2 separate regions of the Pan troglodytes genome follow, and region 2 is linked to region 1. Evidence: chromatin contacts called from public HiChIP or PLAC-seq data. All regions are on one chromosome and are shown on one strand. The core of a region is the stretch at or near the end of the contact, and the rest is flanking DNA. Distances in the headings are between cores, read along the strand shown.

Region 1 (3,596 bases), core at 634-3,133:
CTACAGTTACCTGCCACCATGCCTGTCCAGAAAGATATGTTTTCTAAGAAGAAAATAGAAAATTACAACAGGCACAGGAAAATAGAAAATGGAAAAAAATCTGTAATTGAAAAAGCAGAGAAATTTGGGGGAAAAGCTAATCATTAAAATAAAAAGAGTAATTTTTATATACACATATTCAAACTTAAAGAACGATTTTCAGGGCCCAGCTTGGTGGCTCACGCCTGTAATCCCAGCACTTTGGGAGGCCAAGGTGGGCAGATCACCTGAGGTCAGGAGTTCGAGACCAGCCTGGCCAACATGGCAAAATCACATCTCTACTAAAAATACAAAATTAGCTGGGTGCGGTGGCAGGCGCTTGTAATCCCAGCTACTCAGGAGGCGGAGGCAGGGGAATCGCTTGAGCCTGGGAGGCAGAGGTTGCAGTGAGCTGAGATCGCACCACTGCACTCCAGCCTGGGCAACTCTGTCTCAAGAAAAAAAAATGAATGATTTTCAGAAATCAAATCTAAGTCCTGTCAAGTGTTTTCAGGTTTGTTGGAAAGGATATACAGGTATAAGACAACCTTATTCACCAAGAATGGGTTACAGTCTCTGTTTTTCATTCTTTCCAGCCAAGTCCCTATGCCCACTACCCTCACAATAAGTGTGATCCTTGGAAGGGATCCTGCAATCTTGTGGACATTTGTTTTTTTTTTGTTGTTGTTTGTTTGTTTGTTTGTTTGTTTTGAGACAGAGTCTCACTGTTGCCAAGGCTGGATAAAAGTGGTGAGATCTTGGTTCACTGCAACCTCTGCCTCCCAGGTTCAAGCGATTCTAATGCCTCAGCTGGGATTACAGGCATGTGCCACCACACCCAGCTAATTTTTGTATTTTTAGTAGAGGCGGGGTTTCACCATGTTGGCTAGGCTGGTCTCCAACTCCTGACCTCAAGTGATCTGCCCACTTCGGCCTCCCAAAGTGCTGGGATTACAGGCATGAGCCACTGTGCCTGGCCAAGATTTGTTGTTTAATGTTGACTTTTGGTCAGGCACAGTCGCTCATGTCTGTAATACCAGCACTTTGGGAAGGTGAGGTGGTAGGACTGCTTGAGGCAGGGAATTAGAGACCAGCCTGGGCAATATAGTGAGACTTCATCTCCACAAATATTTTTTAAAACTAGCTAGGCCTGGTGGTGCACACCTTTGGTCCCAGCTGCTCAGGAGGCTGTGATGGGAGGATCGCTTGTGCCTGGGAGGTTGAGGCTGCAATGGGCCATGATCAGCCTGGGCAACAAAAGTGAGACCCTGTCTCAAAACAAACAAACAAACAAACAAAAAGCAACTTGATTTTTAATGCCAGATTATTTCTTTTTCTCTCCAGTGTTCTGCTGTATTTCCTCCCTACCCTTGACTGAAGCTTCCCTTGAATCATAATATTCTTGTCATTGAGACTCTCTCTCAGCCTGCAACCGTGGTGGAAGAAAAAAGGGAAGAGAACCCGAAGGCATTTGAGACATCTCCTTGTCGGTCTCTCCAACAACAGTGGCTAGAGACTCTCTGTATTCCCTGACTCTCAATCCTGGGCGGAGGACAGAGCCCAGAACAGAGTCCTGGGAAGCACAGGGGCTGGCTGAAGGGAAAGGCGGACGCGCGGGGCCGCAGGGCGGCGCCTGGGAGCCAGGCAGCACCCTGGGCCGATGCGCGGAGTGCTGGAGGGCGGCGCTGCGGAGCACGCCTCTGTGGAAGGCACGCCTCTGTGGCTGGAACCAAAAGGGAGGTGGATGGCGTTCAACTTTGACAGAAGCCGAGGACTGCAAAGAGACGGCCTGGTAGAACCACAACCCTGATGCTGTCTCGACCTGGGCACAGTTAATAATCAGGGCGGGTTAATAGGTAGCCACCCGGACACTGATAGGTTTCCTGCCGAATGTTCAAAGACTGCGAAGAAGCCTCCCTGGGGACAGTGACCAAACTCTCCTTTGAAGGCAAATTTCCATTCTCTTGGGAAAACACAGCCTTGCAATCCAGGGACATTTTTGGAAGGCAGCTTGGTGATCTTTTGCTGTTACAGATTAGGTTTGCCCCCATGAGAGTATCACCCCCACCACCACATCTCAAAGCAGCTTATCAAAGAATTCCCTCCAACGCTTCCAGCTCTTTCTCTGAAAGCAGTTCTGGTAAACTCAGTTTTCATTTTCTCATTATGTTTGCAGTGCTATTTTAGTGTCCCACTCACTAACCGAGCTCTGACAAAGAGGAACGAGAAGGTGTGAACTCAGGGCTGCCTCCTAGGATGACTGGGACTGTGCGCCACACAGGACACGCAGCCCTGGTGGGCTCCCAGCCCCGCGGGCCCGCAGCTGCTCAGCAGCCTGTGCACCCCTGGGGCTGTGGGCACCTAAAGAAGAGAGCCTAGGCTCCAGATGGAAGCTTGCTGGTCAAAAAAGTCAAAAGTGGCCAGCGTGGTGGCTCATGCTGTAATCTCAGAACTTTGGGAGGCCGAGGTGGGCAGATAGCTTGAGGTCAGGAGACCAGCCTGGCCAACATGGCAAAACCCCGTCTCTACTAAAAATACAAAAATTAGCCAGGCGTGGTGGCGCTGCCTGTACTGTGGTCCCTGCTACTCAGGAGGCTGGAGCAGGAGAATTACTTGAACCCGGGAGGTCGAGGTTGCAGTGAGCCGAGATTGTGCCATTCCACTCCAGCCCAGGCGACAGAGTGAGGCTCTGTCTCAAAAAAATAAATAAATAAATAAATAAAAGTGTGATGCTCTTTCCGGAGCTGGGATCACCTAAATTTGCAGATTAAAGATCTGAAAACTTGAAAATAGAAAATAGTGACCCATACTCTCTCATTTTCCTAAGACTTTCCGATCTCCAATGGAAGGCCGGGGAAAGGAGGGCTACAGAGGAGGAAAACCACTTCTTACCTGTGTGGAGTAAATGTGCCTTTCTGCTGCTCCTGAAAATAGGGTCAGGTGCTCACTGAAGTTTACTGCTGCATGTACAGGCAAATCCAGTTGCAGTTTTCTCAAACAATTCTTGTCTTGGGAATTGCTTCCTTGGGAGAAAACCCACTGGTGGATAGAAAATCAGAAGATTCAGGCTCGGGCTTCACTTTTGTCATTGGTTTTGATGTGGTCAAATCATTCTTTCTGGGTTTGTTTCCCTGTGCTTAAATACATCTGCTAACATTTTAAAAAATCATTTACTATGTATCTGAAATAGTGCTGGGTAAGCCATTGCATGTATTATCACAATGCGACAATACATTAAAATAGGTAATATTCCCATTTTACAGAACGTCAATTAGAATTTGCCCAAGATCACACAGCAGATACTTTTAAATGTGCATAGTGTCCACTACAATATGCCACTGCCTCTTAACATGGGGCTAATAACATATAACTGGTTAGGTACAGGGCCACCTTAGACACTGCACAGTTCTGTGGCTTGGAGATGTGCAGTGTCAACTTGGTTAGTTGTACACAGGGCCTTCATTAGGTCCACCCACAGTGTCCTATACATATTTGTTATTACACTGATTATGTTATATTGTAATGTAATATTTTATATTTATATATATATATATGTTATCCACACATCCTGCTTCCTT
Region 2 (3,596 bases), core at 366-2,865, 340 kb before region 1:
GTGAGACCCTGTCTAAAAACAAACAAAAAAAGCCTCTCCAAATTAACTACTCTACCCTCTGGTAATGTGAATGCAGGTTCCATAATAGTCCTTATATCCTCCTACCTAAAAATGGGGACTAAGAAAGTCCCAGCCCAGCTTCAATTTCCCATTTCCTGCAAATCCTAAACATATATTATACTTTCCATCTTTGTTACAAAATGATGGCTTCTGTGGAAACAAAGTCACTAGTCCCAGAGCACAGTTCCAGAAAATTTTAGTGGCTAGAATTGTTTCCAATACAGTCTCAGTCAAAGATGATGAATGTATAAAGGTGCAGGAAAAAAATTCCTCTGGATCCCTTGTCTTCTAGGCAGTTACCTGTTGGTGGCTCCAGCGTACTGGGGGAAAGGTGCAAGAGTAGCTGCTGCTTTTCTTTCTTTTTTTTTTTTTAATTCAAAAGCCCCCACCCCTTGCAGATCCAGAGCTTCTTGATGGAGGTATTTTCAAGGGCTTCTAAAACTACTGTCTTTTCAAATGTCCTCTTCCTTTGTCCTGTATGGATTTGAACAATTTAGATCATATTTCACAGAGTTGTGTGATCTTGGGAAAATCACTTAACTTCTCTGAGCCTCAAATTCTTCACTAATAAAATAAGAAAGTTACTCCCTGTTCTAACATGCTGCAATTTAAGTACACATGTTTAAGCTACTGATTCCAAACTAAACAAATGATAACTTTCAGGCTATTACAGGCTATCGTTCTGGACACAAACCAACTGAGTCAAAGTAGTTCAATAAAATGAATTAGATTAGATCTTTCATCATTTTTTTTAAGTCTTAGCAGTCCTCCTTAAACCGTTTTTATGTTCAGCCTCACAACTTTTACAAGCAACGACCAAGCTGTAAATAGTTAAGGATTTCAAAGCCCTCCTCAGACCCAAACAATTTGGCTTTTTAGACTTCTGAATAAAATGATAAGCTAAAAGGTCTGCAGGAGAGCATCAGAAGTCTTCAGCAGGCCTTTTCCCGTCTAGGCTCTTATTCGGTGACCGGGCTGATAAAATTTCCTCTGTGAACGCTTAATATCTCCAAGCCAGACCTAGTAGCTACTGGTTCCCAATCAATTGCTATTCACACTCACACATCTGCACAGATAAAGCCACTTTAAACATCATGCTGTGGGGTCCTGACATGATGACAGAGCCACCAGCTGTCGGGGCACTGCACTGAATTGGGGACACAAACCCCATTTTTCTATGTAAATTGGCCTGGACGCTGCTTCGGCCCCCAACAAAACGGATAGTCCTGTTAAATGGGGCCATCTGGCCGTCCCCCGGCCCCAGTGACACCTCCGGGATGGGGTGAGCGGGAGTGATCTTCGGGGGGCCAGGAAGGTAGCGCGGTAGAGCGCAGCTGTCACCCCGGCCCCAGGGGTCCTGCCCACAGAGGTTGGGGGCGAGCAGATTCGCGGTGGTCTTAAGCCTCGGGGCCCGGGACGCCTGAGGGTCTCACAGCGCACTCCCGGGGTGGGGGAGGGCGCGCTTTGTTCCTGGGCCCCAGTGGGGCGAGGCGCCCGAGCCTTGGGCAGAGTCCCTGCTTCGTCCCCGGGGCCCCAGGGCAGCTCCCGCCTGGCCGCGAACAGCCGCGGGCGCCTCCATAGCAACAGCGTGGGAGCTCCGCAAACGGGGAAGAGGAGCGGGGGAGGAGGGGAGAAGGGGAGGAGGGGAGGAGGGGAGGAGGGGAGGAGGGGAGGAGGGGAGGAGGGGAGCAGAGGAGAAGGAGAACAGGGGAGGAAGGGCGAGGAGGGGAGCAGGGAGAAGGGGAGCAGGGAGAAGGGGCGCAGGGGAGGAGCTGGGGCTGGAAGAAAGACCAGGGGCGGCGGCGTGGATGGGGGGCAGGGAGAAGGAGCGCGGGAGGGGGAGCGGGAGGAGCAGAGGCGGGGAGCGCCGGCGGGAGAGGGGAAGGAGTGGGGGAGCCAGAGCTGGGAGGAGCGCGGGACGGGGAGCCGGGTAGGAGCGGGGATGAGGGCGCGGCCCCGGGCGAACCAGTCCAGCCCTCCAGGGCCGGGTGCCCGGGCCAGATTCTCCAGCCGAATTCCTGCCCCAGCTGCCTGGGGGAGGGAGTCGCGGGAGCCGGAGAGGGCGGGGACCGCGGCAGGCCCGTGGGACACCGGGCCCTAGGAGGAGGCGCGGGGGTGCGGGCGGCCGGGAGGGGGCGAGGTCCTGCCGCCGCTGCAGCCCACCCCAGCCCGGGAAGAGCAGCGCCCCGGGAACGGGCCTAGGGCTCTCTCCCTTGGCGAGAGGAGCCCTCGGAAGCGGCACCCGCCTTCCCATCCTCACCCAGAGCAGCCCTCAGTCCCCCGGGGACGTGCAGACCCTCGTCCCCACGGGCTGCGAGCCAGGCCCCCGGAGGGGAGGCGCCGGCCGCGGAGGGAATTCCGAGCTAAGGCTTGCTTTCGCCTGGAGTGTTTTCACCAGAGAATATTTTCCGTTACACAACTATTAGAAAGGTGATGTGGGTTTTCATTTTCAGTCCACCCCTCACCCCAAATCAGGGACCTCGTGGAGAAAACATATTACTAATGCTAAGCTTGGAATTTTAAACAATGTTTTCTGATAACCAGCTGAAAATTTTTGGGAGAAGCCGAGTCACAAACAGATCATCATTCTTAAGTACTGTTTGCTAAGCGTCAGCTTGCACAAGATATTTCACAAAGCTGGCGAACCGGACGCGATCCTTGCTCTCATAGAGTTTGCCACAGAAATGGACAACAATTACATTCAGAAAGGCATTTTTGAATAGCTCTTATGACGTGGTGTTAAAGGTGTGGAAAAAAAGCTTATTTCAGACATGAGTATTTCCAGAGAAAATCTATAGATAAGTGCTGTATATTTTATTTTAAAAACCATTATAAAAAGCAAAGAGAAAAAAATAAACTTTTGGAAGTTCTCAGCTAACATGGCCTATGGGAAAATGAAAATAAACCTAATTGAAAAAACAGCGCTCACCATAAATAGGTTTAGCTTTCAGGCAGGGAACATGGTTTGGAAAAAAAAAAAACAAAAAACACACCAGCAGAAAATTCACCAATCAAATGTAAGGTTGTCCATGTTTCCTAAAGCAAAGGTCAAAGAATCCTCGGAAGCCCTAAAAAACACTGTTTCTGTGGATAGAGCCTGAGCTTTTGTTTTGCTGTTTGTTCTGAAAATCCAAATCGGTAACCCCTGTTTTCAGGTATTATCCAAAGGAACATTTTTTGGTTTCTTCTACCCACATACTCCCAAATTAGGCACCTACCTTAAAGTAACAGGAAAACTCGTGGGTTTGTAATTGTGTGATATCCCATCTGGTTTCAACTCTGTCGCTGACCAAAAAGAAAAGATGAAAAATGTAAGCAAACTTCTGTAAACTGTAAGTTTATCTATAAAACTCTAAATGTTCACTTATTTTGACATAACATGCATGACTTCTAGAATTAGATTCCCAACTAGTTGATATGTAGCATTTTGTGAGGGTTCGCTGAATTCCAGGCACTATTCTAAGCAATTTATAGACATTTGCATTTTACTGAATTCTCTTAAACTTAGAAGACAGGTACTATTATTATTCCATTTG

What was found. HiChIP or PLAC-seq counts read pairs in DNA pulled down with a chosen protein or histone mark.
Region 2: a contact with region 1 is called in an H3K4me3 HiChIP or PLAC-seq map of stem cell-derived excitatory neurons, with 4 times the contacts expected there. The contact joins two enhancer-like sites. A contact is called at or near these places in 1 of 7 Hi-C or Micro-C datasets (induced pluripotent stem cells) and 1 of 1 datasets of contacts at active chromatin or transcription factors (stem cell-derived excitatory neurons).

Annotation. Positions count from the first base shown.
Region 1 is chr7:88,884,423-88,888,018 of NHGRI_mPanTro3-v2.0_pri, reverse strand. No RefSeq gene overlaps it. Among named protein-coding and RNA genes, the nearest start is that of TPD52, 210 kb to the right of the region's middle. Within about 2 kb of position 1,883, at least 10 of the 24 cell types and tissues checked have an H3K27ac peak or open chromatin away from gene starts, as enhancers often do. A contact at or near this core is called in stem cell-derived excitatory neurons, where this site is marked.
Region 2 is chr7:89,221,635-89,225,230 of NHGRI_mPanTro3-v2.0_pri, reverse strand. No RefSeq gene overlaps it. Among named protein-coding and RNA genes, the nearest start is that of ZBTB10, 93 kb to the right of the region's middle. Within about 2 kb of position 1,615, at least 18 of the 24 cell types and tissues checked have an H3K27ac peak or open chromatin away from gene starts, as enhancers often do. A contact at or near this core is called in stem cell-derived excitatory neurons, where this site is marked.